Regions from separate parts of the Sus scrofa genome. Here regions 2, 3, 4 and 5 are each linked to region 1. The links are chromatin contacts, called in public Hi-C and HiChIP or PLAC-seq maps. All regions are on one chromosome and are shown on one strand. The core of a region is the stretch at or near the end of the contact, and the rest is flanking DNA. Distances in the headings are between cores, read along the strand shown.

Region 1 (5,966 bases), core at 2,086-4,585:
CACCTCACACCAGTCAGAATGGCCATCATTAATAAGTCCACAAATAACAAGTGCTGGAGGGGCTGTGGAGAAAAGGGAACCCTCCTGCACTGCTGGTGGGAATGTAAACTGGTACAGCCACTATGGAGAAGAGTTTGGAGATACCTTAGAAATCTATACATAGAACTTCCATATGGCCCCACAATCCCACTCTTGGGCATATATCCGGACAAAACTCTACTTAAAAGAGACACATGCACCTGCATGTTCATTGCAGCAATATTCACAATAGCCAGGACATGGAAACAACCCAAATGTCCATCAACAGATGACTGGATTCGGAAGAGGTGGTATATATACACAATGGAATACTACTCAGCCATAAAAAAGAATGACATAATGCCATTTGCAGCAACATGGATGGAACTAGAGAATCTCATACTGAGTGAAATGAGCCAGAAAGACAAAGACAAATACCATATGATATCACTTATAACTGGAATCTAATATCCAGCACAAATGAACATCTCCACAGAAAAGAAAATCATGGACTTGGAAAATAGACTTGTGGTTGCCTGATGGGAAAGGGAGGGAGTGGGAGGGATCAGGATCTTGGGCTTATCAGACACAACTTAGAATAGATTTACAAGGAGATCCTGCTGAGTAGCATTGAGAACTATGTCTAGATACTCATGTTGCAACAGAAGAAAGGGTGGGGGAAAAAATGTATACATGTAAGGATAACTTGATCCCCTTGCTGTACAGTGGGGAAAAAATAAATTAAAAAAAAAAAAGAAAAGAAACCAAGAATCAGAAACTCCAGCTAAGTTGCTTCACATTGCACAATTAATGAGCCAAGCCAAGTGTTGGCAGCCCAGGGCTTGGGGCTCTCTCAGCTTGGGCTCCTTTCCTTGGTCTTGCCTCAGAAATGAACCACATCCATTCAGTGTTTGCTTCATCACACTGCTCATGGTGTTTGCTTCTTCCCTAAGGCTGGCCCTGCTGGAGGACCATTTCTGCTTCCAACGTGAAAGGCTTGGTGGCTGGGTCAGTAAGCAGGGATATGATCCCTTGTCTGTTAGCATTGCCCTGGAAAGGGGTTGAGAATTTTCTGTAATTTTTTTGGAGCATAGTTGATTTACCATGCAGTGTTCATTTCTGCTGTATAGCAAAGTGATTTGGCCGTACATATAGAAACATCCATTCCCATATAGGTTATCACAGAATGTTAGGAAGAGTTCCCTATGCTATACAGCAGGTCCCCATTGACCATCCATTCTATATAAAATAGTGTGTATATGCCATCCCAAGCTCCCAGTCCTTCCCTCCCCACCCACCCCTTCCCCTTTGGTAATAGCAAGTTTTTTTTCAAAGTCTGTGAAGTGTTTCTATTTTGTAAGTTTATTTGTATTATTTTTTTAGATTCCACATATAAGTGATACCATAGCTGTCTCTCTCTGTCTGACTTACTTCACTTAGTATGATAATCTCTAAGGTTCATCCATGTTGCTACACATGCCATCATTTCATTCTTTTTTATGGCTGAGTAGTATTCCATTGTCTATATGTACCATATCTTCTTTATCCATTCTTCTGTTGATGGACATTTCAGTGGCTTCCATGTCTTGGTATTGTAAATACTGCTGCTATGAACACTGGGGTGCATATATTCTTTGAATTATGGCTTTCTCCAAAGAGACGCCCAGGAGTGGAATTGCTGGATCACATGGTAATTCTACGTTTAGTTTTCTGAGGAACCCCCATACTGTTTTTCATACTTATACCAATTTGTATTCTCACCAACCATGTAGGAAGGTTCCCTTTGGGTGAGACTTTTTTAAATGCCCTCATTTTGTTTACATTTCAGAGAAGATGAAGCTCATTCATCATTTTTCTTACCAGCTGTTTCCCACATTGTTTTCCTTGCCCACACTCTAGCCTTTCTAAAAAAATTAATGACCAATTAACAGTTCTGTTCAGAAGCACTTCTAGAAAATAATGGGCTTCTGTTTAGCAAAGGGTCTTTTTTTTTTCTTCTTTTTTAGGGCCACACCCAGGCATATGGGGGTTCCTAGGCTAGAGGTCGACTCAGACCTGTAGCTGCCAACCTGTACCACAGCCACAGCCGTGCCAGATCCAAGCCATGTCTGTGACCTATACCACAATTCCTGGCAACACCAGATCTTTAACCCACTGAGCAAGGCCAGAGATCGCACCTACGTCCTCATGGATACGAGTCAGATTCGTTTCTACGGAGCCACGGCAGAAACTCCCCAGCAAAGGGTCCTGCAGTGATCACTTTTCCCATTTAATGATTACAAATGGAAACTGTGTCAACCTCCAGCAGCATCAGGACTGATTGTGGCCTCTGCTGATTCTGGAGAGCCCTGGTCCTTCGTAGCTGTGATTTCTTCCTCTGCTGCCCCTCCATGGCTTTGTCTCTGTCGGCAGATGAACTTTCCCTTGGGTATAAAATGGATTCTGACTGGATGAGCTGATGTCCCTTTGGTGTTCTGAAGAATCTTTGATTCTGGAATTGGTAGCGACTGGCAGAGGCTACCACTTACCTTAACTCTACCCCTGTGGCCTCCCTTGAAAAGCGGGTATCAAACAGCATCGAGAGGCAGCACAGCACGCAAGAAGTAATTGCTCGCCAACGCGTACTTCTAATGCAAACAGAGAGCCTTTAGCCACAGTGCATGGGACTGGAGCATTTTATGTGAAAATGTGAAGTTTTCTGATCACTTTCTGTAAAGAAGTTTTCACAGGGTCTGAACCTCTTGGGGCTCTTTCTATCTCAAGTTCAAGTTACTTAGATAGTGATGAAGAATGTTTTATAGGCCCCAGTGGTAAATGATAGACTAGAGAAAAAGCATTCTTGGGCTATGGAATGCAGCAAAACTTAATCTCTCTGTTTGGCTTTTCATCCACCGGGCTTGCTGAAAACTTTAAATGATTAACCTTTCTCTCTTCAGCCTGCAAGGTCTCCAAAGTTTCCATCGAGAGCCTGACATCAGAGATCACCCAGCTCAGGGGGTCTTAATTATTTAGAAGACCCTCAATCTCAGTCTAGTGGCTTTTTCTTGGGATGATAGACAGACTCTAGACCCAGGATCCTTTTCCTTTGCAGTATTTATAAAGCAGAATAAATCAATGAGACCAAACAGCAAAAGGCAATCGTTTATTTTTAAATATCCCCTGCTAAGTGGTTGAATGGTTAGATTCCTTATAGTTGGTCGGCAACTCAGAGTCTACTAAACTTTGAAACATTCAGCCATGTTGACCTAAGCTTCCAAACTCTGTATAAAAGATCCCAAACCACAGGCCTGGACATGCCCCAAGGAAAGGAGCAGAGGGTGACATGATGTAGCAAGATGCTGCTTGCCCTCGTCCAAATCTCATGACCCAACCACACAGCCCTAACAGGATCATGTTAAGTTGCTTTAGTAAACTAAGAGCCGTGAAAGAGGAACTTGGGAATTGACTGGGACATAAGGTTTTTCTTACTGAAGAAAAGCTCCAAAGCCATGCAGACGAATGACGGTGTCCAGGCAACACTGGGCTTCTGCCTCTTCAGGAAAATGTCCCTGTAGGAGGGCTTGCTTGCCCTCTGGCCACAGAATTATCAGAGCAGCGTCTCAGTTACCCACTTTCATTTTCAAAGGTCTCCCATCCAAAAGAGCCTTTGCTGAGAATTTGCCAAGAGCCTCCCTCCTGCTTTATCGGTGTTCCTCCTCTTTGCATTCTGCGTGCGGTACTCAAAAATTTTTTCTCCAGAGTAAGGGTCATACTGCTCCTTTAAAAATGAAAGTGAGAGGGAGAGGGAGGCGAGACAGGGAAAGCAGCCACACTAAATTTAGAATTGGGGTAGGGCTTGGTGATTTACAGAGTACCAAGGGTGTGGAAGGGAGGTTTCTAGAAGTCCACAGGCTAAGCTTGGCTTCCAAAAGAACTCAGGGGCTTATACACATGCCTCCCAGAACATTCAGAAGAGAAGAATCGATGCCTGTGACAGATGGAACTCATGGAATATTTTAAACTGGGTCGAATTTGGTGCCCCATCACTAACAAGAGTGGTCCAGAGAACCTGCTTGGCACGTATCCTTCCAAGGAGTTAGGTGTGAATATTTAATATGAAACCTGGGTTCAGAGCCCACGTGGGTGAACTCGGGCAGTTTGGTCTCCCCCGGAGGTCCTGAGACACAGCATCAGTGGAGTTTTGCTTTTCTGCCCAAGCTGTGCAGTGCTTGCTGGCCTGAGTCTCTGCGGCTTTCAGGTCACTAGTGCTAGTGACAGTCCCATTAAAACAGGGCATGTAATTCTGCAGGAGGGAAGGAAGAAGATAAAGAGAAACCTGGCAGTAGGCCTGGTCAATCCTCTTATCAGGGTCACTCAGCCCTCAGCGTCTCGGAGGGATTTCCAGGCCAAAAGTCATTCTTTTGTATTTGTTTTATAATCATAGTGGCACTTCCTCAACTCCCCCATAAAACATGTGCTTTCCACAGAGACCAACTCCATCAAATGTCATTTCCAAGTTCAAGTTGGACATAACCAGCTCATCTTTTTTTCCTTCCCGGGCTCTGTTTCCTAGGTAATCCCCTCCAGATACATGGTTCACTCTGTCAGTTTGAAATCATATTGATTGTCACCCCTGCACAAGTCTGGAGATGTGCAGTATTTCCTACTTGTCCAATTTCCCTTGTAAGGAGTGTTCTCGATTCTTAATTTCAAGAGATGGCTGCAGGAACTTCTGCTACCACATTCGAGGTCTGGGTGAGGAGGAGGAATGAACACAGGGGGTAATAACACACATTTATTGGTGTCGCTTATGGTAGAAAAAAAGTTCCTACACCCGATGCACATGACCCGAAGAGTTAAATAGAACATTTTCAAGTGAACACATGCCCCAGCCCAGCGAAGTCCACCCCAGATAAAAAGCTTTTTAAAGGTCACATCCAGAGTGTTCTGCAAGCATCTCATGAGCCAGAACCATGTCACAGAGGCACACCCTCCACCTCACCCCCAGTTGCAAGAGACTGGGAAGCACAATCATAGATTTTCTTTTTTCCTTTTTGGTTTTGCTTTTTTCTTTATTATCCCAGTTGGGAATCTGCCAGTCAGGAGCAAGTCCAGAATGAGCTATTTGAGGGCATGGAAATTAAAAGTATCCACCCCACCCACCATGTTGTTGGCGGCGGCAGGGGCCGGGGATTTAAGCGTCTCTGGGCAGAGCCCCTAAGAGTGTGTGACGAGCTGGTGGCGCGTGAGAATAGTGTTTCCTTCTCTCTCCCCATGTTTCCTCCTCACGGGCTGGAGCTTTCCCACCCAGTGGAGCACTGCCTTGATGCCACAGTCTATTTTCTGTCTAATTAAGTCTACTGAATAATGTCATCTCTAGGGGAAGATGAGTGCCAGAAGAAAAAATATTCTCCTCATTGACAGAGCATTTCCAACTAGAAAGGCCACTTTGCACAGTGGCGTTTTGCAATTCTTGCAGGAGCACTTAACTGTCAATTCCGAGAGCTGTTCTGCAAGCTGTTCGAAACTCATAAAAATGGTTTCCGATTCTGCCTATGTCCGAATTCAATGAAATGGCAGTCTCATATTTGGCACCCATACCCAATTCTGACCACATCCGCAGATTTCACACTAGCACAGGCACACACTTTTGCACGATTTTAAGATCTTTATTAAGTCCTCCATCAGGGTGTCTAAATGTGTTATCAGTCTAAACAGAAAATTAAACATCCTACAGGACTGCTGATTGCACATTCTATGCGGGGGAAGAGCACTGGACAGGGGAGGCACATAACCTGACAATGTATTGACTGGACTTTGATGCCTCTGTTCTGATACTAACAAAGCACCGCTGTGAATAGGCAGAGTCCAGGAAGCAGAGTGAATGAAACTAGATGTGTGTGAAACAAGCTGAAGAGGGGGAAAGGGGCAAGTTTGTTGGTTGTAGTGCTGGTGGGCGATGGTACTCT
Region 2 (5,966 bases), core at 1,366-3,865, 500 kb after region 1:
CACTTCCCTCTCTGTAATGTTCTTACTGTATTCCCCATTTTTTGCAGAGGGAACTAAGTAAGGCTTAAGAATGTTCGTGAAATTTTCCTAGATCCCAAATCTATCAGTCAAACCCAGGTATGGATGGCATCAAAGGCCACATTTTTCCCACTGACATATGCTTGGTGCTTTCTCTGAGAATAAAGTAGAATAACAATGTATATACAGATGGCCGACAAGCACATGAAAAGATGCTCGGCATCAGTAATTATTAGAGAAATTCCAATCAAAACTACAATGAGGTATTACTCAAACTGATCAGAATGGCCATCATCAAAAAGTCTACAAATAATAAAGGCCAGAGAGGGTGTGGAGAAAAGGAAACCCTCCTGTGCTATTAGTGGAGCCGTAAATTGGTGCAGTCACTATGGAGAACAGTATGGATATTCCTTTAAAAACTAAAAATAGAGTTACTACAGGATCCCGCAGTCCCACTTCTGGGCAATTATCCAGAGAAAACTCTAATTCCAAAAGATACATGCAGAGTTCTCTGGTGGCTCAGTGGGTTAAGGATCCGGCGTTTTCATTGCTGTGGCTTGGATCACTCTTGTGGTGTGGATTCAGTCTCTAACCCAGGAGCTTCCATGTGCTGCAGGCATGGCCAAAAAAAAAGGATACATGCACCCCAGTGTTCATAGCATTACTGTTTACAATAGCCAAGACATTGAAGCAACCTAAGTGTCCATCGACAGATGAATGGATCAAGAAAGTGTGGTAGATGTATTCAGTGGAGTATTATTCAGCCATAAAAAGGAATGCAGTAATGTCACTTGCAGCAACACAGACAGACTTGGAGATTATCGTACTAAATGAAGTAAGTCAGACAGAAAAAGGCAAATATCAGATGATATAGCTTATATGTAGAATCTAAAAAAAAATGATAACAAAAATGAAATTATTTACAAAACAGAAATAGACTCACAGACCTACAAAACAAACTTAAGGTAATCCAAGGGGGAAGAGGAAGTAAGGGATAAATTAGGAGTTTGGGATTAACATATACACACTACTATATATAAAACAGATTAACAACAAGGACCTACTGTATAGCAGAGGGAGCTGTATTCAGTATCTTATAACCTATAATGAAAAAGAATCTGAAAAAGAAAATATATATATCTGAATCACTTTGCTATACACCTAAAACTAATATATAGTAAATCAATTGTACTTCAACTTTTTTTTGAAAAAGTATATATGTTTTTTAAGGTCTCAATTCAAATGGAATGCTTTCTCAAGTATTTGATAAATAGCAAAGAAATTTTTGTTTCAAGTTATTTTTACATCTTCAGTATTTAGAGCATATTCCAGCCATCAATAATATTTTGTTACATGGAGCCTAATCGTTGTTAAAAAGAAAAATCAGCAAGTATATGGAGGCTCCCTTTATTCTGCGTATATTTTTTCAATCTTACTGAATACCTTGAAAATTTCTTTCAGTATACATTGGATTTGCCATTTCAGAAGTGGTTATGTCACTGTTTTAATCTCATAAAGCAGAGTTTGCGGAAATAAAAATGTTGGTTTTCTCTCTGAGATGAGGAGGTGAACAAAGGTTTTAATCTGACATGCAAACTGAAAAATAGGAACATCTGTTTGTGATGTTGAGATCTGGCTTCAGTGTGTATTCCTTCATGTTCAGCCAACACAGGCCAGGTATTATTATGATGCACTGGGCTAGATGGTCTAAAATACCTTCCTACTTATCTTTACTTTATATGCATTTTTGTTCAGTTGTATTTGTAGAAAAAGGATGTGTTTGGAGGATGACATAAGAGCAACTTATTGAGTGATAATAGTGTGGCAGACCCTGAACTAAGTGCCCAAGAGGCTGTATTTCATTTAATTCTCACAAGCACTCTCTAAAGTAGGTTCTCTTACTATTTCCATTTTAAGAAGGAGTAAACTGAAGGACAGAGGGTTGAAGACATGTGTCCAAGGTCACACAGCTAGGAAGTGATGGAGCCAGGATTTTAAACAGCCGATATGGCTCTAGCCTGGAGCCATCCTCCTTGTTTCCATACCGACTCAAGCTCCATCTCTTGCTTAGTTGCTTCACAACTTCTTTCACTATTTTAAAATAATTCTTCGCCCATTTTTATTAGCATTATCAAGTCATAGTTCAACTCAGCTTATCCTGCAAAAGTGTGTCATGAATCATAGATTATTTTTTGCACATAATCATTTTCAGATAAGCTGCAGTAAGACTCACCGGCTCCTTAATTTTCCAGAAATTGCTCACTTGCATGCACAGGATTCATGTTCTTTGCTCTTGGCAAGCAGACATTGCCACTTGCCCTAAGTCTTGAAACTGACCTAGTCTCCTCTTAATAGTTTAGGGAATCAGCAGCTTTGGCGATGCAGTATTTTTGTGGATTCCAACAAAGGAGTCAAGGAGAAGATAACCTCTCCAAAGATCACTATCTAACTAGCGAGACCAATTTATCCACTTGATGGTGAAAGTTGTGAATTGTTCAAAAGTTTTCTAAAGCACGCAATGTCACTGGCTTGACTCTCCTGACTGCCAAATTGGAGGAGGCAAGAGAGATGGCATGTTCTCGATAAACAGTTCTGCAGCTGTTGAAAAGGTCAAGTGGTTTAGCAAGTTCTTGCCTAAGGACAGCCCTTTGCCTCCCAGTCCACAGGCTTGCTTTAGAATGTAGGAAAGTGAACCGCCCTGAGCTCAGCTAACTACTCAGGCAAGTAGCATTAATGCGGAGTCTGCCTCCCTTGGGACACGGAGAGCTACCCCTTGCCAAGGAAGTTCCTGACTACACTGTTAGTGCAAGGAAACCCAAGGTGAGGTGCATTCAGGCCCAAATAAGCCCAGGAGTCTGGTCAGAGACTGGGAGTTTGGAAGCAGAATTATTTAGGTTCGGGCTCTAAACTTCATGATCACCAACCACCTCCTTCACTGTGAAGCCTGTGCAGTGCTGTGTATCCCTAAAGCAGCTCTCCATTTGGAATCCATAAAATGCATTTATTTGTTGGAGTTCCTGCTGTGACATAGTGGGTTAGAGATCTGGCATTGTCTCTGTGAGGGTGAGGGTTCAATCCCCAGCCCGGCTCAGTGGGTTTAAAATCTGGTATTGCCACAGCTATGGCGTAGGTCACAGCTGCAGCTTGGATCTGATCCCTGGCCTGGGAACTTCCATATGCAGCAGGTGTGGGTGAAAAAGGGAAAAAAAAAAAAAAAAACCATGGCACACACACGTTTGTTAATAACTGGTGTAAAGTTATTCGAGCCTAAGGGTTATTTTTTCCCTTTAAAATACTTCTTCTCAATAATCCTGTAATGAAAAAAAAAGGAACCTGCATTTATCCAAACATCATTAAATATACTTTAACATATATATTCTTCCAGCCAATATAGAAATTCTACTTTTTAAATCTGATTATCACTTCCTAAGGCATCATTTGTCTGTAACATGGGGCAAATGTCAAAAGAATTACAGGAGCATTTGAGGTCTGATCATTGAAACTTCAGAATTGGATGTGATGGGTAGACCACGACCACTCTTCCTTCTCCAACTACCTTGTGAATATAAATCACCTGGGGATCCTGCGATTCACATTCACGCCCTGCTCTGCATTGTCAGCAAGCTCCTGGGAGATGGCACTGATGCTATGGCATTGAAGGGCAAGGCCACAGAAGGCAAATTCTAGGATAGTGCAGAGCTTCTCAAAACCAGCATGGCTATATCACATCTGATAAGGGATTCCAGAGCTAATGCCCACTGGATGCACAATGATTCATTTTGTTTATAAAATTCTAGTTCTAGCTTCGTTGAGACTTAATGTGGTCTCCTTAAAAGGTTGGGTACCCACCAGACCAACTGGAAATTCTGCCCTTGTCTGTTCTGCATAATACCATAACTGCAAAAAAAAAAAAATTTAATGTAGTCTTGCTTCTTATTCTTGATCCCTGTTCCTACGATTTGTACTTTTTCTTTAAACAGTTTGTGCACATATCTTCCTTTGTGGATATTGGTGAAACACGTATCTTATACTCCAACCCATTCAAGAAATATACCTTCAGGATCTTTAGGACACCATTGTATGGGCAGGCCCTGGCACCACCAATTTCACAATAATGGAAGGAGAGAACTGTGTTGAAACAAATGAAATCTTTGTTGACATTTAGCACGGAGAAAGATTTTTGAGGTCCTTCAGCTCTTTAAAGCTTTTCTGGGAGCTCCCATTGTGACTAAGTGGGTTAAGAATTCAACTAGTATCCATGAGGATGTGAGTTCGATCCCTGGCCTCACTTGGTGGGCTAAAGGATCTGGCATTGCTATGAGCTGAGGTGTAGGTCACAGACGCAGCTTGGATCTGACGTTGCTGTGGCTGTGGTGGAGGCCAGCTACAGCTCCAATTTGACCCCTAGCCTGGTAACTTCCATATGCCAAGGGTGAGGCCCTAAAAAGACAAAAAAAAAAAAAATTCTAAGACAATCAGCTTCATGCATAAATATGTAGGAATAGGGGGGTTTAACAATCAAAAGCAAATAATCAAAAATTCTACTAACAGAAGAATTTACATGTACATATGTACATGTAAATATACATGTACATATGTATTGGAATATTATGCAGCCATTAAAAATGATGCTGCCATCTATATTAATTGACATAAGATGCCCATGTTATAATTTGGAACACAAGGCAGATAACAATCCCATTAAGGTTTTCTGAGTGTGAATTTGCATGTGTGTAAAATAGTGTAGATCACTATACTTTAAAGAACACATGAACAATTAATTCAGAATTGTGGATGTTGGTTTCCTTGCATGTAATTCTCTAAATTTTCTCATAATGTATTATTTTTAAAATAAGAAGCAAGGCTATTTCCATTTGAGCGGAAAACACCTACTCAGCAAGTATTTATGAACCCTGACCATCTGGGGTGGTGGGGAAATACTGACCGGAGTTTCGTGAGTCATTAGTATCAATGGTTACTTCCCTCTTGTGTCATTTTAATTCTAACTATGACTTAGGATTTTTCAGGCAGAGATGGCTAACTCACTCTGTAGGATAATATCATTTTGACCAAAGTGCTTTCCTTGGCAAAATTGTGGATGATAAGTAAAAGGAAATAATTTCATCATTAACTTTAGTACATTTTGTCTACCGCCTTTTGCCCCCCCCCACCCCCCTTTTAGAAAAGAAGGAATAGGGAGTGCCCATTGTAATTCAGCTATTATCCGTGAGGACTTGGGTTTGATCCTGAACCTGCTCAGTGGGTTAAGGATCTGGTGTTGCTATGAGCTGCAGTGTAGGTCGCAGACACAGCTCAGATCTGGCATTGCTGTGGCTGTGGCATAGGCTGGCAGCTGTAGCTCTGTTTCATTCCTCTCCTAGCCTGAGAACTTCCCTAGGCTGCAGGTGCGGCCCTGAGAAAGAAAAAGAAAGAAAAGATGGAATAAGATCCAAATATAAAATACATTCCCATGGTATTGGACAGACCAAGTATGAAAGTTTTGAAAGATGCCTCTGCCGTGAAACACCATGAAATATGTCCCAGTGTTCACAGTGGAAATTACACAACGTAATTTCCTCGAAGTTTCTACCTCGACCTTTTGAATCACTAATTCTGGGGCATTCCAACCACCATGGAAGAATTCTGAATTCTCTAAGACGGCCAGGCTCTGAGGAACCCAAGCCAGTCACACAGAGAGGCCACCGCAGGACTGGGAGAAAGTCGTAAACTGTTGTTTTAAGCTATTGAGTGTTGCGGTTTGCTATGGTACAGAAGATGAGCAACACACCACAAAACAAGTACAAAACCCTTTTGCTCTCAACCCAGTTGCCTTTCTCCATTTTCCACTTGAACTCAGTTTCCTACAAAATGTTGAGTAAACAGGGAGTCTTCTGGACGGTGTGCCAAGAAAGAAGGCATTATACCCATCAGAAGAAACATCTTAAATA
Region 3 (5,966 bases), core at 1,187-3,686, 480 kb after region 1:
AGATGTTTCTAAGAAGGCAGGATGCCAGCCTGAATGTTATCTGACTTGGGACTTTCAGGTAGAGATAAGTGGAAGATCCTGCCTGGAGAGGAGGGGTGGTGGGAAGGGAGGTGGTCCAGAAGCTTCTCATAATTTATTGTCAAATTCCCAAAAGCCTGTGGCATTACTGCAAGGGCAGAGTAACTTCTCCATAAACACTTGGTGATGGCCAGATAAATGTCAGGGAGCTGTATGTTTGTTGCTTTGTCTTTTCCTCTTATAAACACAAATCAATCAAGCCTGTCCATGTGCCCCTTGCCCAAACTGGCACAACAAATCTCAAGACTCAAAGGGGGTCAAGTCCTTTACAAAAGGCTGAGTTGAGCCCCGTGGCTGGAAGAGAACTCTGCTTCTGAAACCTGGGTAACCCGTAATGCCTTACCTGTTTACCAGGGAATAAGCAAAGTTTTCTTGCTTCGTTTAGAAGCAACACAAGAATTCCCCATGATGTTACATGGGAGGTTAGCATGAATACAATCAAAACTGGTTACCTCTAGAAAGACTGGCGCCCCCAACTCCATAACAATACTCCCCAAATGCACCTTCTTTCCCAGGTAAGAAAAGTCATCACTGGGAGTTTGCAGTTAGTAGATGCAAACTATTACATTCAGAATGGATGGGCAATGGAATCCTGCTGTATAGCATGGGGAACTGCGTCCAGTCTCTTGGGATAGAATATGATGGGGGATGAGGTGAGAAAAAGAATGTACATATATGTATGACGTATAACTAGGTCATTTGGTTGTATGGCAGAAATTGGCACAACATTATAAATCAACTATACTTGAATTTAAAAATATAGGGAAAAAATCATCAAATGTCATCATCAAATTTCCCCAAAACTCCAAGTTATATCTCAGTGGCAGGATTCAAAGCCAATTGTTCACTCCAATCAGGATCTTTCAGAGAGCTGAAATTCCCAAACACATTAGACCAGACACAATGCACTCTGCCCTTAGAGATTTCAGGACAGTAGGATTTACCTTCAGCAATTTTCCCCTGTACCCTTTGCTCTCAGATAGCCTTGAACTTCACTCACTCTTCTTTTTCAAATGGTAGCCACCCACCAAAGTCACCGGAGCAAAGCCTAGCTTCCATTATTTTTGGAACACCTATTTTCTGATATAGAAGGTGTAAAGCCTTACATGGCTCTGCCTGGGTCGTGCTATATTAATACTACCTGTAATACTTTCCACTCGGGGTTAGATAAATATTCCCTGTCTGCCAAATAAGAATATAGGAACGTTAAAACCCATGAACAAAATAAATATTTTTAAACTAGGTCATTTTCATTAGTGGGGCCTCTGTTTTTTCATGGCTGTTGTGATCAAATCATTATTCTCCATAATCAGATTGGTTCTTTTAATGACTTTGGAAGGAAAATCAACCCCTTTTACTGCTGCTCAAAGGATACCCATGTGCTGTCACCAGATATCAGTTGAGTCTCAGCCACAGAACAAGGAGGCAACACAGTCATTAAATTCAGAAATCAAGGAATTCCCGCCACGGCGCAGTGGAACCCCTGATTTCTGATTTTTTTTATGGCCACACCCATGGCATTTGGAGGTTTTGGGGCTAGGGATCGAGTTCAAATCGCAGCTGCAACCTGAGCCAAAGCTGCGGCAATAGCAGATCCTTTAACCCAGTGTTCCCAGCTGAGGATGGAACCTCTACTCTGCAGCTACCTGAGTCACTGCAGTGACACGCCACGTATATCCAGCTTCTTGGGAGATTTCTCTTCCATTTAGTTCTGGACTTTTAAAAACCATTCTCCAGCTGCAGAGTCAGATGGCCTTTGGTTTCATCTTTTTAACCCACTGCCTCCCACCTTTTGCAAGAATCCTCCAGTTTCTACTCTCCTGCTACTATGTTGCTGCTCTAAGGCCGGCTGGGACCCCTCTGCTCTCTGAAGCCTTCTCTGCTCACCCTTGGCACATCAGCATCTCCTTTTGGGAATTAACAAATCTCATTGCAGCTTTCCCAAGCACTTAGAACACCGCAGCTCATAAACCAGGATTTAAAACAACAGCGAAAATCTATGCCTTTTTATCTCCTCCAGTTTACAAGGCTTCTGCCCTGTAGCATGAGAACATCAATAATTTATCGTGATTCTCCAAGTAAACTAAAAGTGCAAACCACACTAACGAAACCTCGTAAGTCTAGAACTGCACTCATGCCCACGGAGGAGTCACAAAATTAATGACCTCCATGAACTCTGTCCAAAAACATCCCACAGCACTTTGCCATTTTCACATCTCACAGCACTTTACCATTTTAAGAGATCAAGAAGCTTTTGCCCTCTTCACCACCAATCTGCTGGCTGCTGCCAAAGAGCACACATGGCCAGGATAGGAAGTGTGTGCTTCAAACTGGAAAATTACAAATATGTGAACCAGCTTTTGAAATTCCCCTTTGCACTGGACTAGAGCCAGGACACCACGTCTTACACTTCCAGCCGTGCATGAAAGCTGTTTGGGGATTTTTCTAATCCAGGGCCCACAGGACGTTTTTATGCTGACTTCCAGGGGACAAGGCCCTGAGTGAAAGCCTATCTTGCCACAGTCTGACTTTTATATCTTTTTTATGTATTTAAATGTGTCACAGCGGCTACCCACATCTGCTATTTTATTGCAGCCCATTAAGAAATGGGATGAAAGATTTGAGCCCATCATTGCTTTTTCAGGAAGGATTTAAATCCCAAATCTGAAACCAAAGATATCTCCAGAAGGTCCGAAATAGCAGAAAGCCCCACCAAATCTCAGCATGTATGAGCTTATTCGTGTGAAAATATTGTCAACAAAGACCTTTGCAAACCTAGGGCAGCACTTTCAAGGCAACTCTAGAAGATCTAACAAGGACTTTGACCTGAGCATGTTGTTTAGAACTCAAGGTTGGCAGGCACACATGATTTTTTAAAAAAATCATTACTCATTGTTGTTAATAGGAATAATTCACATAACAACTGTTTGTTAGCCAAACACTCATGTTTGATACGAACCTCAGGAAGAATTTCCAATTTTTTCAGCCTGCTTCCTGTTCGTCCCCCCCCCCACCCCGCACCCCACACCCACACCCCCCTGGGCCCAGCAGCAGCACAGGATGACTAAGATCAAGTGTCCGTCACACCGTGTGTGTGCAAACCAGCACGTGTCGACATCACGCTCTTCTTTAAGGAATTCACACCAAAAAGATGGTAAGGAAAGAGCAAAGCTGAGTGTCAGAGCTGACTTCCAATCAGGAAATCCCACCTGGAAGCAAGCCAGCTTCCGCTCCTTTGAATTAAGCCAGAAAGACGTGACCTTTCTTGTAAATGAATGTACAACCCTTTGGCACGACCACGGTCGACTTCTGCCTTGAATATGACTCTTAGTCATTAGGTAACAAGTGAATTTCTGAAAAAGACCTTGGTTCGACAACAAAGTCTGAATATGCAAGACGGCAGCATTAAACTAGATGGTCATGCTCCTTTAAAAATTCACTTTTAAGTGTTCTACCTTCAATGCTTATACTCAGGAATAGCATCTGAGACTAGGCAGTCTAATACACTGCTGTTGAGAAGATAAATATTGAAATGCTATTTTATTTTATTTTATTTTTGTCTTCTTAGGGCCACACTCATGGCACACGGAGGTCCCCAGGCTAGGGGTCGAATCAGAGCTGCAGCTGCCGGCCTACACCACAGCCACTGCAACAAGGGATCCAAGCCGCATCTGCAACCTACACCACAGCTCACAGCAACACTGGATCCTTAACCACTGAGTCCTCAAGGATACTAGTCGGTTTTGTAACCACTGAGCCACAATGGGAATTCAAAAATGTTAACAGTATATGTTATTTCTGAATGCTAGAAAATCTGTTTTTATTATAATTTTTATTATGTTTAAAAAAATCACCAGCCCAGAGAACCAGTTTTTGTTTTGGTTTGGTCATTAATAGTATTGATTTTTTTTCTCCGTTTCTGGTTCTACTCTTTTTTTTTTTTTTTTTGTCTCTTGTCTTTTGTCATTTTAGGGCCACACCTGAGGCATGCGGAGGTTCCCAAGCTAGGGGTCAAATCAGAGCTGCAGCTTCCAGCCTACACTACAGCCACAGCAATGCTGGATCCAAGCCACATCTTTGACCCACACCATAGCTCACGGCAATGCCAAATCCTTAACCCACTGAGTAAGGCCAAGGATCAAACCGAGTTCTCACGGATACGAGTCGGGTTTGTTAACCACTGAGCCATGCCGAGAACTCCTGGTTCTAGTTTATTTTTTGTTTGTCTGCTTGTTGTTTAAGAAGTCAGGTTATTAAGATACCTGTAACTACACAGACAAAAGGATTTTTCTCCCAAGTAGAATTCCAGATTACCCTGTTTTGTTGATGTTTTCCTGCTGACCTGGTGAAGCCCTTCTCACCTGCATCAGGAGGAGGAAAACCACCTCAGGTTGGATAGTTAAAGTCACACAGATGAGCTCTACCACCTGGTTAAGGATTGAGGATCCTGAATGGATTGTTGTGAACACAACTAAAGATCCATACTGGTTGGGAGTTCCCGTCGTGGCGCAGTGGTTAATGAATCCGACTAGGAACCATGAGGTTGCGGGTTCGGTCCCTGTCCTTGCTCAGTGGGTTCACGATCCGGCGTTGCCGTGAGTTGTGGTGTAGGTTGCAGACGCGGCTCGGATCCCGTGTTGCTGTGGCTCTGGCGTAGGCTGGTGGCTCCAGCTCCAATTCGACCCCTAGCCTGGGAACCTCCATATGCCATGGGAGCGGCCCAAGAAATAGCAACAACAACAACAACAACAACAAAAGACAAAAAGACAAAAAAAAAAAAAAAGATCCATACTGGTTGGCAGTCATCACACATCCTCTGGTTCCATAATTTTATGTCCTAGGCCATTGGGATGAGGTCCTTACTCTGACGCTCCAATGGGGTTGGGGGTAGTTCTTGTTAAACACACACACACACACACACACACATACACACACGATCAAATTATCCTTTCATTTTCCAAACAAGCACAAAACATCACCCTGCTAATGAACAGTGTCTCCAGCTACCACCATCCTATTATGCCTACTGGAGACCATTCTTTCTACTCAAAAAAATCCATTCTCACCAAGAGAAGGTGACCTATTCTAATCTGTCATTTTCTTCCTTTACATCATTTTTCCCTTTTAGGTCATTTCCAAAATAGGAAGGTAAGTACATGTTTTAAATCATCTGTGGCACTGCCTTAAATTATGTCATTTCTTAAAGAAGGAGAAGGAAGAGGAGAGGGAGGGGGAGGAGGAAGAAAGAAAGGGGAAGGGAAGGAAGGGAACAGAAGGAGAGGTAAGGAAAAGAAAAGGAAAGGAAAAGAAAAAGAAGAGAAAAAACAAGGAAAGAAAAGACAAGGAAAGGGGACGGAAGGGAAGAGAAGGAAAGGGAAGGAAAGAAAAGAGAAAAAGAAAGAAAAACAACATCAGTAGTTCCTCTACTACTGAAGTTCACCTGTGAGGCAATGTCTTGGTGTCGGTCAAGCCAGTAAGCAATTCAGGCAGGTTCACGGCGAGCTGTACAGATGCATTTCTGGCTAAATAAATAAATAAATACCCATTTGACTTATTCATTTGGCAAGAGCAGGTTCCCATGGCAAAGGCTGATCTAAAAAATCTCCTTTATAAAAATTTACAGAGTGTTTCATTCAGTATTTGAAAGGAAAGCCCAATGTGAGAAGAGAAGCAGTATTTTACAGTTTATCAAGAATGAGTAGAGGACCCTTCTTACAAATTATAATTTAAATATTTCCCCATATTTGACTATGTCATACACATATTCTGTAGAATTCCTTCCCATGTGCTTAAATAATCACAAGTGGTGTAAAATCTACCAAAAGTAATGTGATGTGTCACAGTAGTTTCGAGTGCAAATATCTGATACCAAAAGAAACATCATGAAA
Region 4 (5,966 bases), core at 1,356-3,855, 320 kb after region 1:
CATCTCGTCAAGAGGATGACTCAGTAGCTCTTTGATGTGTTTCCCAGGGAGTCTCCAAAGTTAATCATTTATGTGTCACATAACTGTATGTTAGATCATCACAAACATGATGGGCCAATCTGGTAAAAAACACTTTACAGCCATCCTCACATCAAGGTTTGGCAGGTGCGACCCTACTGCTTAATTTTACTTATAAAGATATAGAAAGCTTTTAGGAAGGACTAAATATACTTGAATCATGCCAGCTTAAAAAAAAATCAGGAAAGCCTGTGTATTATGGCTTTTAATAATATTTATTTTTCAAAAGCATGACTGCTTCCAGAAAAGAATCTTAAACAGAAGGTCAAAATAAAACAGATAAAGCGGTATTGCTTTGATGCTCTTCAATTACCATCTGCCTTATATCCATTCCCTTGGCTCAGGGACCCCACAGACAGCCCCCAAGGTACCGATGCATTTCCTAGAACCGCTAGGACTCTGCCAAAAACCTATCTCCTTCTCTCTCCCTATCTATCTACCCAATCTCTCTCTCTCTCTCTCTCCCTCTTTTTATCTCTTTCTCTCTCCACACACACACACACACAAACACACATACACACTCAACTACTGAATTTTTCGTTTCAAACAGCTCACCTCAGATCATCATCACTCCGTGTTTTTCTAGCCAGAGAGAGTTAGATACATTAGGAATGTCAAAATAATTCACTGAATTTAAAACAAACTGAATGCAATTCCTTGTAATATATTTCAGGATTTAGTGTTCCAAAGACAAAACAACGGAAAGAGAGAGAGAAAAAGGAAGAAAGAATGAAAGAGGAAGGTAGGAAAGTAGGAAGGGAGGGAGAGAGGGAAGGACAAAGGCAGGCAAAAGGAAGAAAAAGAAATGAGGGTCACAGTCCTGCAACAGCATCTGTAAATGCACAGAAAACTAGAGAACTCATGTTTTCCTCGTCTGTCTAAGTCAAAAAGTTCAACGTGGATCTTAGGTTTGTGAAAGAGAACTCATTGTAGAGGTACTAGCCCCAAACTTACACATGGAACCTCTCAAGCAGACGCTTTGTACCACTAAGGTATTTTGCTTGAAGCACAGGATTTGATTTGACTTGAGCTATTTCCACTTGCTTTGCTCATCTCCTTCTTTCCCACTCCCTAACTAAAATACACCCTGAACTGTCCAATCTTTCATCATTCCTGTGCGAACACTAACTGACTGAGGCCGGCTCTCACCCCACCCCTTTCCAAGTTGGACTGTCTCTCTGCACTTTTTTGGGTAAGATTCAAGTTAAGAAAGGTGCTGTAAGTCATTAAGCATCCTCTATTGCTTCTTTAAGGGCTATTTCAAGACGTTCCAAGTACTTCACCCTGGCTGGGCTACGATATCTGAGACTTTTCCCCCTTCAAATCTAAGCTAATAGAGAGTCTTTTTTAAAAGAATGGACAAACATTCCAGAGAAGTTCTGTTTTTCCCCCAACAGGTCTGCCCATCCCTACAAGCTGCATTCTTATAAGAATAGTCCCAAAGTGAGTCACGACAACAAAAGAAACAGAGAGTTTCTCAATGTGACACAGGGAGAATTTTTTTATTTGAATTTGCATGTTGTTTATATTTTCAAAGAGGAACTGGAAGAAAGGGGTTTCACTCTCATTGAGTATATCCAGTCATGAGTTCTTTTTGAGCTCTGCTGTTTGCTCTGTTCCCCTCAGCAGTGAATACTTGGAATGGGGGACTATGACTCAATTTCCCTTGCTTTCATCTCACTCATTCTTTCATCCATCTTTCCCAACATGCCATGAGTAAATTCTTTGCCAGTGTTGATTCCAAACTTCAGTTCTAACCGCATCACCCTACCAATCCCTCCCCATTTGGGGAGGTCCAAGTTTCCACCCTTTCAAAGTTCTTCATAACCCTGCCTCATTTCTGTTACTTCCCTCGCATGGAACTGCCTCAGCTAACCTTCTCTGTGTGTCCTTTCTCTGCTCTTTCCCGGAAAAAATATTTTGCTAAAATGCCTCATTCCCCTTCCCCTTCAGTATTTGCTCTCCATGTTTATAAATAACTACTCTGAATTTCATCTAAAATCCTTCTCAAAGGAATGTTTTTGCCTTCAATTACACTGTTTTTTACACATCATTTGTCATTATCTGCCTAGTGCATAAAAGGCTGCCTGTGAGATATAGTCTTCCAATCAATCTTGATTTAATAAACAAGTAAATCACATGGGCCCTTGCTGCTGCCAATTTTATTAACAATCACCTTTCCTTGGGTTAAGAATAATGAGAACTCTGATTGTGTGCTCTGGTTTGGTCCCCCTGCCAAGATCGATATGTGAACATGTTCGATACTGCACAGTGAGGCATGGCTGGGTAGTAGCCCACAAAACAAAAGGAAAAGAGTTCTAAAGCTCGGCAGGTGTCAGTGGATGGGGAGGGAAGGAAAGGGATGGATAGAGAAGCAGGAGGACAGAAGGAAAGCAACTCTGTGGGAAAATGACTAAATCCAAAATTAGCATAATGTTCAGTTTCATTTTAGGGAGGGGATCTGCACCAGAGCTGCAAGATGAAATCGGAGGATACTGTTAACATGTAGGAAACCCTGGTGTGGCAGCAGGTGCAGAAGCCCTATTAATGGAACAGAGGAACTGCTGCAGTAGGGAGAAGTACAGCTCGGGGGGAAATCCAGGTCATCCAAAAGGGAAAATGGAACAAGGAAGCCTCATAGGTTATGCTGGAGTGGGTGGAATTGGAACTGACATTTATTTAAATACTTCTTGGGTCACGCTTAGTCAGAGAAATGAGTGAGATGGACTCTCTATATAAGAAAATGAGTCCAGCTTTGGAACCAAGAAACCCAGAGGGAGGAAAAAGGAGAGAGACTGAGAGTAACTTTCATGAATGGGTCTTGTCACTCCTTGGGCTTCTATTTCTTAATCTGTAAAATGAAGAGAGGACTGTACGCCCTTTGGCCCTGCTGGTTTGTTTAAAAGGTGAAAAGCCACTAAAAGCCAAATGATAAATTAATTATCGTTGCTATTATTTTCTCAAATTGGGATTGAAAGTCTCCATTAATTCAGTCTAGACGTTAACACACTACTAAACGTTACCTTTAAAAACTGAGGAGTTTCCTTGTGGTGCAGCGGGCTAAGGATCTGATCTTACTGTGGTACAGGTTTGATCTCTGGCCCAGGAACTTCCAAATGTGGCAGTCGTGCAAAAAAAAAAAAAAAAAAAAAAATAGGAAAAAAGAAAAAAAGAAAAGAATGACAAGGTGGGTGGAGCTGGTTTATAGAGCTACTGTTTGGAGACCAATGCTTTACGCTTTGGTGATATTCATGGAAGACCTGCAGTTACCATTAAAAATAACACCTCCCATGTGCCAGGCATAGTGCTCAGAGCATTACCTCTTACCTTTCAATCCCCACAAAAGCCTGGGTATGTTGATGTTATGATCTACACTCTTCAATAGAGAGGTTAAGCCTCACCCAAAGTCATACTGATCATTGGGCTGCAGGATCTCTGACTTCAAAGATATTACTGTCCCACTAATCCAGTTCTTCTCAAAACTTTATTATTTTAACATAAAACTTTTTTCCCCCTAAATGCTACTCAGAAATCCAATGTGAAGCAGTGAGGCTGTTCTTCTGAAACAAACATGAGTGAGAGGAATTCCTACCTACTTAGCTTCTCCCACATGCGCTCTTCACACCCACCCCCCCAAACAGCATCTCGAAAGACAGTTTCTGTGCTCCCCTGGAGTTCCTGGAATATAGGTGGGAAGTTTCCATTTCACTATGCCTACTGAAAATACAAGGGCTATCCATTTGAAAGGAGAGGGGGAACATGCTTTAAAGAGCAAAATGCTTTTCTGCCAGCACTGGAGCAGTTTGTGTAAATGAGAGTGTGTCTCTTCACATCAGTTCTGACGGCATTCCTCGCGGGTCACGTAAGAGACATTTATTCAGTACTTGTCATGGACAAAGTACATAATGAGGCTGATTATTGCTCTGAGGCATTTCACATGAAATGGGTAAAAGGGAAGAAAAATCAGCCTGTGGTACTGTTGCGCCAGTCATATAAGCCATGGCTGCCATTTGTCTGCTGTGCAGTCTTGGGAAATTCACCATGATATGGAGCCTCAATTTCTCATTTGTGAAAATGAAAAATGAATTGGTTGGGGTCAGGTTCTGACCAAGCACTGTCTCATTTCTAGAGCCCTCTAATACGTGTGAAGCATCTCTGCAGCCTTATTCATCTGTTTTCCAAACCAACTACTTCTCCGTCCCAGGCAAAGTGCACTACTGCCTAAACAGGTTGTGTTGTTTCTTTGTTCTCTTTTTGGTAGATAAGGTCTTGCTTTGTGGCGGGGTGGTAAACACTTCACTGATGTCTGATTTAATCATTATTATTACTTTATAAGAGTTTACTGAAAAACTACAATGTTCCAGGCTTATGGGGGCATCACGGGAGAAGCAAAGCCGAATTCCAAGGGCTGACCTTCTTTTCCTGATTACCCGTGCTTTCCAATTCCACACTCAGCTGTTGCCCCTTCTAGAAAGTCTTCCCTCATCATAACTTCTGAGGTGAGTCCCAATGTTCTGAACCACCACTGGGCACCAGAATCCCCTAGCAAGCTTTACTATTATTATTATTGTTATTATCATTATTATTATTGTAAGAACACTTGACATGAGAACTACCTTCTTAACAAATTAATGAGCGCACAACACTATGTGGTTAACTATAGGTACCATGTCCTACAGCAGATCGCTAGAACCTATCCATGTTGTATAACTGAAACTTTATACTTACTGGATGGCAGCTCCCTATTCCCCCCCCTCCCCCACTCCACCCTCTAGAAACCCTCGTTTTACCCTGTTTCTAGGAATCCGACTACCTGAGACACTTCACATACATGGAATTCCATGGTATTTGCCCTGTGACTGGCTAATCTCACTTGGCATACACGCCCTTGTGGCTCATCCATGTGGCAGGATTTCCTTCTTTTTTAAAGGCTGAGTAATCTTCCACTGAATGTATATACCCCATTTTAAAGTATGTCTAATTCCCACGGTGTAAACATTGCCGTGACGGACAGTCACTACCTATCAATGTGACGTCACTAAGTGCAGAGATGCACGCTGCACACTATGATATAGTATTTCCCCCACACAGACGCAAAGATGCGAATAGTCTTAAGAACACAGCTAATAATAAAATGTGGTAAAAACCATTAGAAAGTGATGCGTTCTGAGCATCTCTTACCTTTGCTTTTAATGTAAGCTATTGAAACTTGATTAAATATAATTTAAATAATGGCTTTCACTCAACATATTTTCTCTCTCTCTCCTTCCCTCAGTTGGATAATCTACTACAGGTCTTGGTCTGAAGTAGTCTTGGTCTCTTACACAAAACAACAACATAAAGTCAGGAATATTAGAAAAGTCACCTGTTGTAGTGGAAAGAAACTAGTCCATCAATTTAAGAGACTGAGGACCTGCAGCTTGTAGCTCCATCCACATGGTTTGAAAGCCTCACGATGCTCAAGGATTTGAAGGGAAATTAACCCGCACCCAAAAATACCACTGTAAAAACATTGGCTACACCTGTGTTAATTCTATTATACTAAAATAAAATTAAAGCACCAAAGGAGAATGTTGGGGGAGCATGCCTGCATTCCTGGCCATTTTCTAATGATTTATGCAGCTGCTCAATGAATAAGACAAACACACTTGAGAAAGAAAATGTTACAAATTAAGCAAAAAAAGAAGTCTAGAGGTGGTGATAGAAGCATTTCTGAGATCCTGTTCACTTTTTTCAACTTGTTGTTGTTGTCGGACTTAGTTATAGCACCAGCTTACTCCACTTGATTAAGAGGGTAACATGTGAAGCCATCAGATGAAAATCAGCCTCACAGGGATGAACGAGAATATTCAAAATGATATCCTGATTTTTTTTAAAGCAAAACACAT
Region 5 (5,966 bases), core at 1,947-4,446, 270 kb after region 1:
CTACGTTTTTTTCCCCCTGGATCTATCTTTACAAAATCATCAAATAGACATTTTTCAGCTATCACTATGGATTTTTTAAAAGGCTGGTCAAATGTATAAAGTCTGCACTATAATATTTAAAAGGGTGAAAAAGACATAAACCCTAACAATAAATGTAACTGAATGAAAGGAAAGAATTTCACAGGTTCATAGAATTTCAAAACAGCATTGGAGACAACACTGCAGGCTTTCTAGTTCTTTATTCCCTGAGGATTCTCTTTAGAATCACTTCTGACACATGGTCACCCAGCTTCCTTTTGAACATGTACACGTGGCTATTTTTTTGGTGAGGAAATCTATTTAGGAGCACCTTTATTTCTTAGGAAATTCCTCCTTTCACTGAGCCAAAATATGACTCCACGTAACTTCCACTTGTTAATCCTAGCTTTAGTGGTCTACAATGTTTCACAACCTAAATCTAATTCTTCTTCATAATAGTTTTAAATACTGGAGATAGTTAACGTGAAATTCCCACGACCTTCAAATTTTTCAACTAATCATTAGGAACTTGATTTTTTTTTCTTTTTTTGGTCTTTTTAGGGCCTCACCTGACACATATGAAAGTTCCCAGGCTAGGTAGGGGTCGAACTAGAGCTGCAGTTGCCAGCCTACACCACAGTGACAGCAATACATCTTTGACCTACACCACAACTCACGGGCAACGCCAGATCCTTAACCCACTGAGTGAGGCCAGGCATTGAACCTGTGTCCTCACGGATACTAGTCCGGTTCATTACCACTGAGCCACAAAAGGAACTCTATGAACTTCATTTTTTTTTCCCATTAAGAATAGTGTCTAGCCATCACCACTTGATAGCCATCATTGCTTTCTCTACATATACTCAAGCCAAGAAAGCTTGTACTTCTAAAAAAGTGGTCCCTAGAAATAAACACAGAACTAAAGGTGTGATCTTTCTGACAGGGAGTATAAAGACTATTACCTCTTTTCTTATAGACAGTAAACTTCCACCTACAATGCTTAGTTTAGTACTACCTTTTTTTCAGTGATATTTTTATACTGTTCATACATTGCTGTAGTTACCTAAAACCTCCAGCATTATTACTAAACTGCTATAAATTACTGTTAAGCTACTAACCTTCTGACACTGAGTAAGTTAACAGTTTGTAATGCTAATAGGGATATTGGGATTGACTGCTTCTACACCCTGTTCCCCCCAAATGTGGGAGTGATTCACTGGGCAACCTTACTTTGGCATGATTCTCTTGATATCATGAGGGTCTTAACCAAAAAAACTGGGTGAATAAAGTCCTTGAAAGTAAAGCATTTGCTCATTCCATCAGTACAGCATCACTTGAAAGAAAGGGGAAAGCAAAAGAAGGCAAGGAGGGGGGGAGGAAAGAAAACAAAACAAGTTTGAAAAAATTAATCTTAGTGAACCCATAATTTCTAAAAGTCCCTGCTTCCTTTTTCTACGTGCTCATTGATCAGATTTTTTTAATGAGAAGAGAAACCAAAAGTTTGCATTTTTTACATAGCATCCAGTTTTCAGATCCATAGTCAAAATTTTGCATCTTGTTTAATTCACTTACCATGTTTTGTACTCAAAACAAGTACAGCCTTTCTGACAAAAGAAAAGACAAAAATCCCAGGCAGGCATGCAAATGTCCTAGGATCACCACTTAAGAGAGAGAGCCACTCCCTCATCCCAACATTCCTTTGACCACCATTTCTGGACGTGGAGTTGAACCAAAGAAATGACTAAAATCACATCAGTCAGAAATAGATCAGAGTGAAGAACATTTGCACATTACATACAGCCCATTAACTTGTACTCTGAATAGCACTTTTTGAAAGAGAACCAGTCACAGTATCATATCCTTTTATTACCCTCCTTTCATTTGTCATTCCTTGTCTTGGGACAATCTGAACTAATCTTCAACTCAGGCAATGACGTTAGAGAATGTTTGGAACTTTATATTTTTCTTGTCAAATTTCAAAGATTTAATATAACACATGTTATAATTTAAGAACATGAAGGGACACGGAGAACATTTAGGCCTGACACCGCACAGGAGGTTCTACACTTGATTTTTTTTTTTTTTTTCGGTCTTTTTAGGGCCACACCCACAGTATATGGAAGTTCCCAGGCTAGGGGTTGAATCGGAGCTGTAGTCACTGGCCTATACCACAGCCACAGCAACGCAGATCCGAGCCACATCTGAAACCTACACCACAGTTCACAGATACTTAACCCAAAGAGCAAGGCCAGGGATCGAACCCAGGTCCTCATGGATACCAGTAGGGTTCGTTAACCATGGAGCCACAATGGGAACTTCCATATTTGCTTCTTAAACAGCCTAGATTTGCTACCAACAGGAGGAAAGTAGTTCACTACTTAGATGAGCAAATTTAACTTTGAGCCTTAAGGCAAAATGATACTAAGGGTGAGGTATCATGAGCAATTGGTTGATGGTTGAGAAAACTTTCAAAGCTTTACTATTACACAGAGAGTGTGTTATATGAATTCAAAAGGGCAATCACAGATTATAAATAAAATATGAGAGCATAATGATGGTTAAGAATTTATCCTATGAAGTCAAACCACCTTCAAGTCCTAGCTCCACTACTTACTCTGTGACACTGCACAGGTTATCTAAAAATCTCAGTGTCTCTATATCCTCATCTACAAAATGGAATAATAATGCCACCTACGTCATGATATTGTCTCAGGGATTAAAACAAGTTAATGCATATTTAGTATATAAAGACATATCATAAGTGTTCAATAAGCATAAGCTACATTTATGCTATTTTAACCCTGTACTTTATGCTTAGGAAAAAAACACTAGAAGGAAGGTCTAGTGTTATAAACATTATAACCCTGTCTATAGCATTCTGCACTGTCTACCATGGATTATACAATGAGCTACAATTGTTTATTCAATAACTTTCTACAACTGTTGATAAAATGAGCCCATGTTACTTAAATAATCAGAGTGAGGTAGATGGGTGGATACCTAGAGAAAAATATTCCAATTATCCTTTTTTACTCCAGAGTTTTTGTCTTCTTGGTTACATATATATCTTGAGATTATATTTAATAACCAGCTTTGCCAGTGGTAACCAGGCACAAAGAAAAATAATCCAGCTTATGCAACTCTAACTCACATGAGACTGATTTGTGTCAAAGAACCAACAGAATAATTTATGAGGCTCCGACTGCCAAACAGACTGATATTCATGTTGGCTGTTCAACACATTCTCTTCTTAGGAGAGAAGTCTACTCAGGAAATCAAATGAAGATCAAGCTGCCTGGTGAGTAAGAGCTGGGAAAGTCTGCAGAAATAGCCCGACTCACGCAATCAGTGGTTCTACCATTAAAAATGAGTCTCTTTCCTGAAGGGCTGTGGAGATATGCTCCCCCAGTCCTTTCCAAGTTCTCTCTCTAGTTCTTGAATAGTATTCACATCCACATTTCCTGTTTGTTTTAGGGAAAAAGCCTCTGATAAGCATTCATCTTCAATCGCACTTGACCTCCAATCAGAGAGGCTGATACTTTAACTCCCAATACTTATGTAACCCTTTATTCTCCATGATTCCCAAAAAGCAAAGATAATTTCCCAGAAGAAACCAATTCATCCTTCTCACTATTTGCTGTGCTATGCCATAATGTACACCAATAAATTCATTTACTTCCGCCCACAAAGGAACAATTGTAGAAATCTCTAAAGAAGGTATGCAAATGCACTATAGGTAAATGATGATAAAGGGGATGAAACTCCAACCACAGTCCTCATTATGTCTGAGTTCTTTCATTATTTTCAGAAGCTCTACTAATCATAAGTTCTGCAGATGCTTCAAATTTTATCCAGAAGCTGTTGAGTTCACCCCACAAACATCCTACATTTATTCCATTATGAACCGTGTGTGTGCAGCAACTCATCCTTTTAAGAGGCAAGAATCTGGAACTCTCTACACTGGATAGGAAAGGAAACAGACGATACGTGTGAAAAAAAAAAATATGTTCATAGACAAATTAATCACAGTAGAGTGAGAGAGAGATTAATACTGGCCCAATGAGGTTTCAGCACCACATCGTGTATGGAAATATTACAAATATGGTCCATGCTGAATCATAAGGAAAAGAAAAGACATCTGAGTTATTTTCAATATTCCTCATTTAAAAAAAAAAATCACAGGCAGGAATAGGCACAGAAAATTCTGGAGAATCAACAAAATGTTTTGTATGTTTGTAAATATTTCCCAAAATATTATCAGTCTCCAGGATATGTCATCTCCTCATTTTTGACTCAGTCAAATATGCCAGCCACATTTCAACCAAAGATGTTTGCTTAATACATAAATAAAGTTTAATACACTATAGACTCTTGCATTTGGAAGAAAATCTCCAAATGCCAAATGAAGCCAACTGTTAAATCATAAATCATAATATGTGTTAACAAACTTTTAAATTGCGCTGCTGTTTCCCCCTCCCTGCAAGGTCGGTGATTTCCCTGTGTCATTGTTTTGCCTAGGCTTGAGGAACACATTGTGTAATGGCTGAAAAATGTGGACGAAGGTTTTGAAGTCCTTTATTTTTAAAAAGAGTGCCACCATTTGAGAAATAAACATGATGTCTAGGAATGGGCTGATTTTGACAAATATGCAGAATTTTCAAGTGTCTTAAATGATTCAAAAATCTCCACTTACATAACACCAACCACTTTTAAAATAGTTTAGTAAACATAACACATCCAGCTTTGGACAACTCATAACAAGGGCAAAAAGCCAAATCCCCTCAAACCAAATATGATAAATGCAAGTACTGTGTTTTCCATAGATCATAATTCAATACAGTTGATGGAACGAAAAGAGAAACTAGAGGCTCTAATACTTTCATGTGCCTAATGGACCAGCTGCTTATCCTTTGCCCAACTGAAGGGCAACTTCCCCCAGGGATCTTGATGTGATTTCCCCAAACTGAAGGAATATTTGCTCCCTCAGGCTCCCCACCAAGGTATTTAACCCAATGGTAAAAATATTTTTTTCATGTGTAGCTACTTGTGTAGCTTGAATATGTTTGATGTCAGAAGCCCTGCCCTGTTCATCGCTAACAAGACCTGGGGGAGGTGATTTCACTCGGTAAAGACGTTCTCCAGATCAACTGGACCTTCTCTCCACCTTTCCAGGGCCTTCCCCTTCGACCTCACAATGCCCCATTTTATTCCTTGTTCATTTTGATATATCTTTGTATACATCTTGTTACTTTTTCTGGACAATCCGCCTCACCTTCTATCTAACCTCCCCAACACACACATACTCTATTCTAGCACCTTTCATGTTTATAGTAATCTGTTCCTATACCTGTCCTCTATCCCTAATTTATGAACTCACTGATGAGAGAAACTATATCAAATCTTCAATTTTTTTTTTTTTTTTTTTTTTTTTTTTGGCTATGCCTGCAACATGTAGAAAGAAATTCCCGGTCCAGGGATTAAACCTGCACCATAGCAGCAACCAGAGCCACGGCATTCCCATGGAGCTACCAGGGAACTCCAAAATGATATCAAATCTTATTCATCTTTACCCAGGGCCAGGCACAAACTGGACAGTCAGTAAAAGAAGAAATTATTATAGAGGTTAAGAAATGAGGCTCTGGTAATTCCCTTCATGACTCAGCGGTTAATGAACCCGACTAGGATCCATAAGGATGCAAGTTTGATCCCTGGCCTCCATCAGTGAGTTAAGGATCTGGCGCTGCCATGAGCTGTTGTGCAGGTCACAGACGCAGCTCGGCTCCCAAGTTGTTGTGGCTGTGGTGTAGGCCAGCAGCTGTAGCTCTGATTCAATTCGACCCCTAGCTTGGGGACTTCCATATGCCACAAGTGTGGCCCTAAAAAGAAATTAAAAAAAAAAAAAAGAAAGAAAAAAGAAAAAAGAAATCAGGTTCTGGAATCAGGCTGGA

Evidence for each region. A called contact is a pair of places that touch in the nucleus more often than the background predicts. HiChIP or PLAC-seq counts read pairs in DNA pulled down with a chosen protein or histone mark.
Region 2: an H3K27ac HiChIP or PLAC-seq map of skeletal muscle shows a contact between it and region 1. The contact joins two enhancer-like sites. A contact is called at or near these places in 5 of 47 Hi-C or Micro-C datasets (embryonic fibroblasts, heart right ventricle, skeletal muscle and 1 more) and 2 of 2 datasets of contacts at active chromatin or transcription factors (alveolar macrophages and skeletal muscle).
Region 3: a Hi-C map of subcutaneous adipose tissue shows a contact between it and region 1, with 1.9 times the contacts expected there. The contact joins two enhancer-like sites. A contact is called at or near these places in 5 of 47 Hi-C or Micro-C datasets (embryonic fibroblasts, heart right ventricle, skeletal muscle and 1 more) and 1 of 2 datasets of contacts at active chromatin or transcription factors (skeletal muscle).
Region 4: an H3K27ac HiChIP or PLAC-seq map of skeletal muscle shows a contact between it and region 1. The contact joins two enhancer-like sites. A contact is called at or near these places in 3 of 47 Hi-C or Micro-C datasets (embryonic fibroblasts and skeletal muscle) and 1 of 2 datasets of contacts at active chromatin or transcription factors (skeletal muscle).
Region 5: a contact with region 1 is called in an H3K27ac HiChIP or PLAC-seq map of skeletal muscle, with 4 times the contacts expected there. The contact joins two enhancer-like sites. A contact is called at or near these places in 2 of 47 Hi-C or Micro-C datasets (fibroblasts and skeletal muscle) and 1 of 2 datasets of contacts at active chromatin or transcription factors (skeletal muscle).

Annotation. Positions count from the first base shown.
Region 1 is chr12:10,387,011-10,392,976 of Sscrofa11.1, forward strand. No RefSeq gene overlaps it. Among named protein-coding and RNA genes, the nearest start is that of KCNJ2, 33 kb to the left of the region's middle. Within about 2 kb of position 3,336, at least 20 of the 83 cell types and tissues checked have an H3K27ac peak or open chromatin away from gene starts, as enhancers often do. A contact at or near this core is called in skeletal muscle and subcutaneous adipose tissue, where this site is marked.
Region 2 is chr12:10,883,591-10,889,556 of Sscrofa11.1, forward strand. No RefSeq gene overlaps it. Among named protein-coding and RNA genes, the nearest start is that of MAP2K6, 130 kb to the right of the region's middle. Within about 2 kb of position 2,616, at least 3 of the 83 cell types and tissues checked have an H3K27ac peak or open chromatin away from gene starts, as enhancers often do. A contact at or near this core is called in skeletal muscle, where this site is marked.
Region 3 is chr12:10,862,920-10,868,885 of Sscrofa11.1, forward strand. No RefSeq gene overlaps it. Among named protein-coding and RNA genes, the nearest start is that of MAP2K6, 150 kb to the right of the region's middle. Within about 2 kb of position 2,437, at least 12 of the 83 cell types and tissues checked have an H3K27ac peak or open chromatin away from gene starts, as enhancers often do. A contact at or near this core is called in subcutaneous adipose tissue, where this site is marked.
Region 4 is chr12:10,712,541-10,718,506 of Sscrofa11.1, forward strand. No RefSeq gene overlaps it. Among named protein-coding and RNA genes, the nearest start is that of KCNJ16, 180 kb to the left of the region's middle. Within about 2 kb of position 2,606, at least 4 of the 83 cell types and tissues checked have an H3K27ac peak or open chromatin away from gene starts, as enhancers often do. A contact at or near this core is called in skeletal muscle, where this site is marked.
Region 5 is chr12:10,655,150-10,661,115 of Sscrofa11.1, forward strand. No RefSeq gene overlaps it. Among named protein-coding and RNA genes, the nearest start is that of KCNJ16, 120 kb to the left of the region's middle. Within about 2 kb of position 3,197, at least 1 of the 83 cell types and tissues checked has an H3K27ac peak or open chromatin away from gene starts, as enhancers often do. A contact at or near this core is called in skeletal muscle, where this site is marked.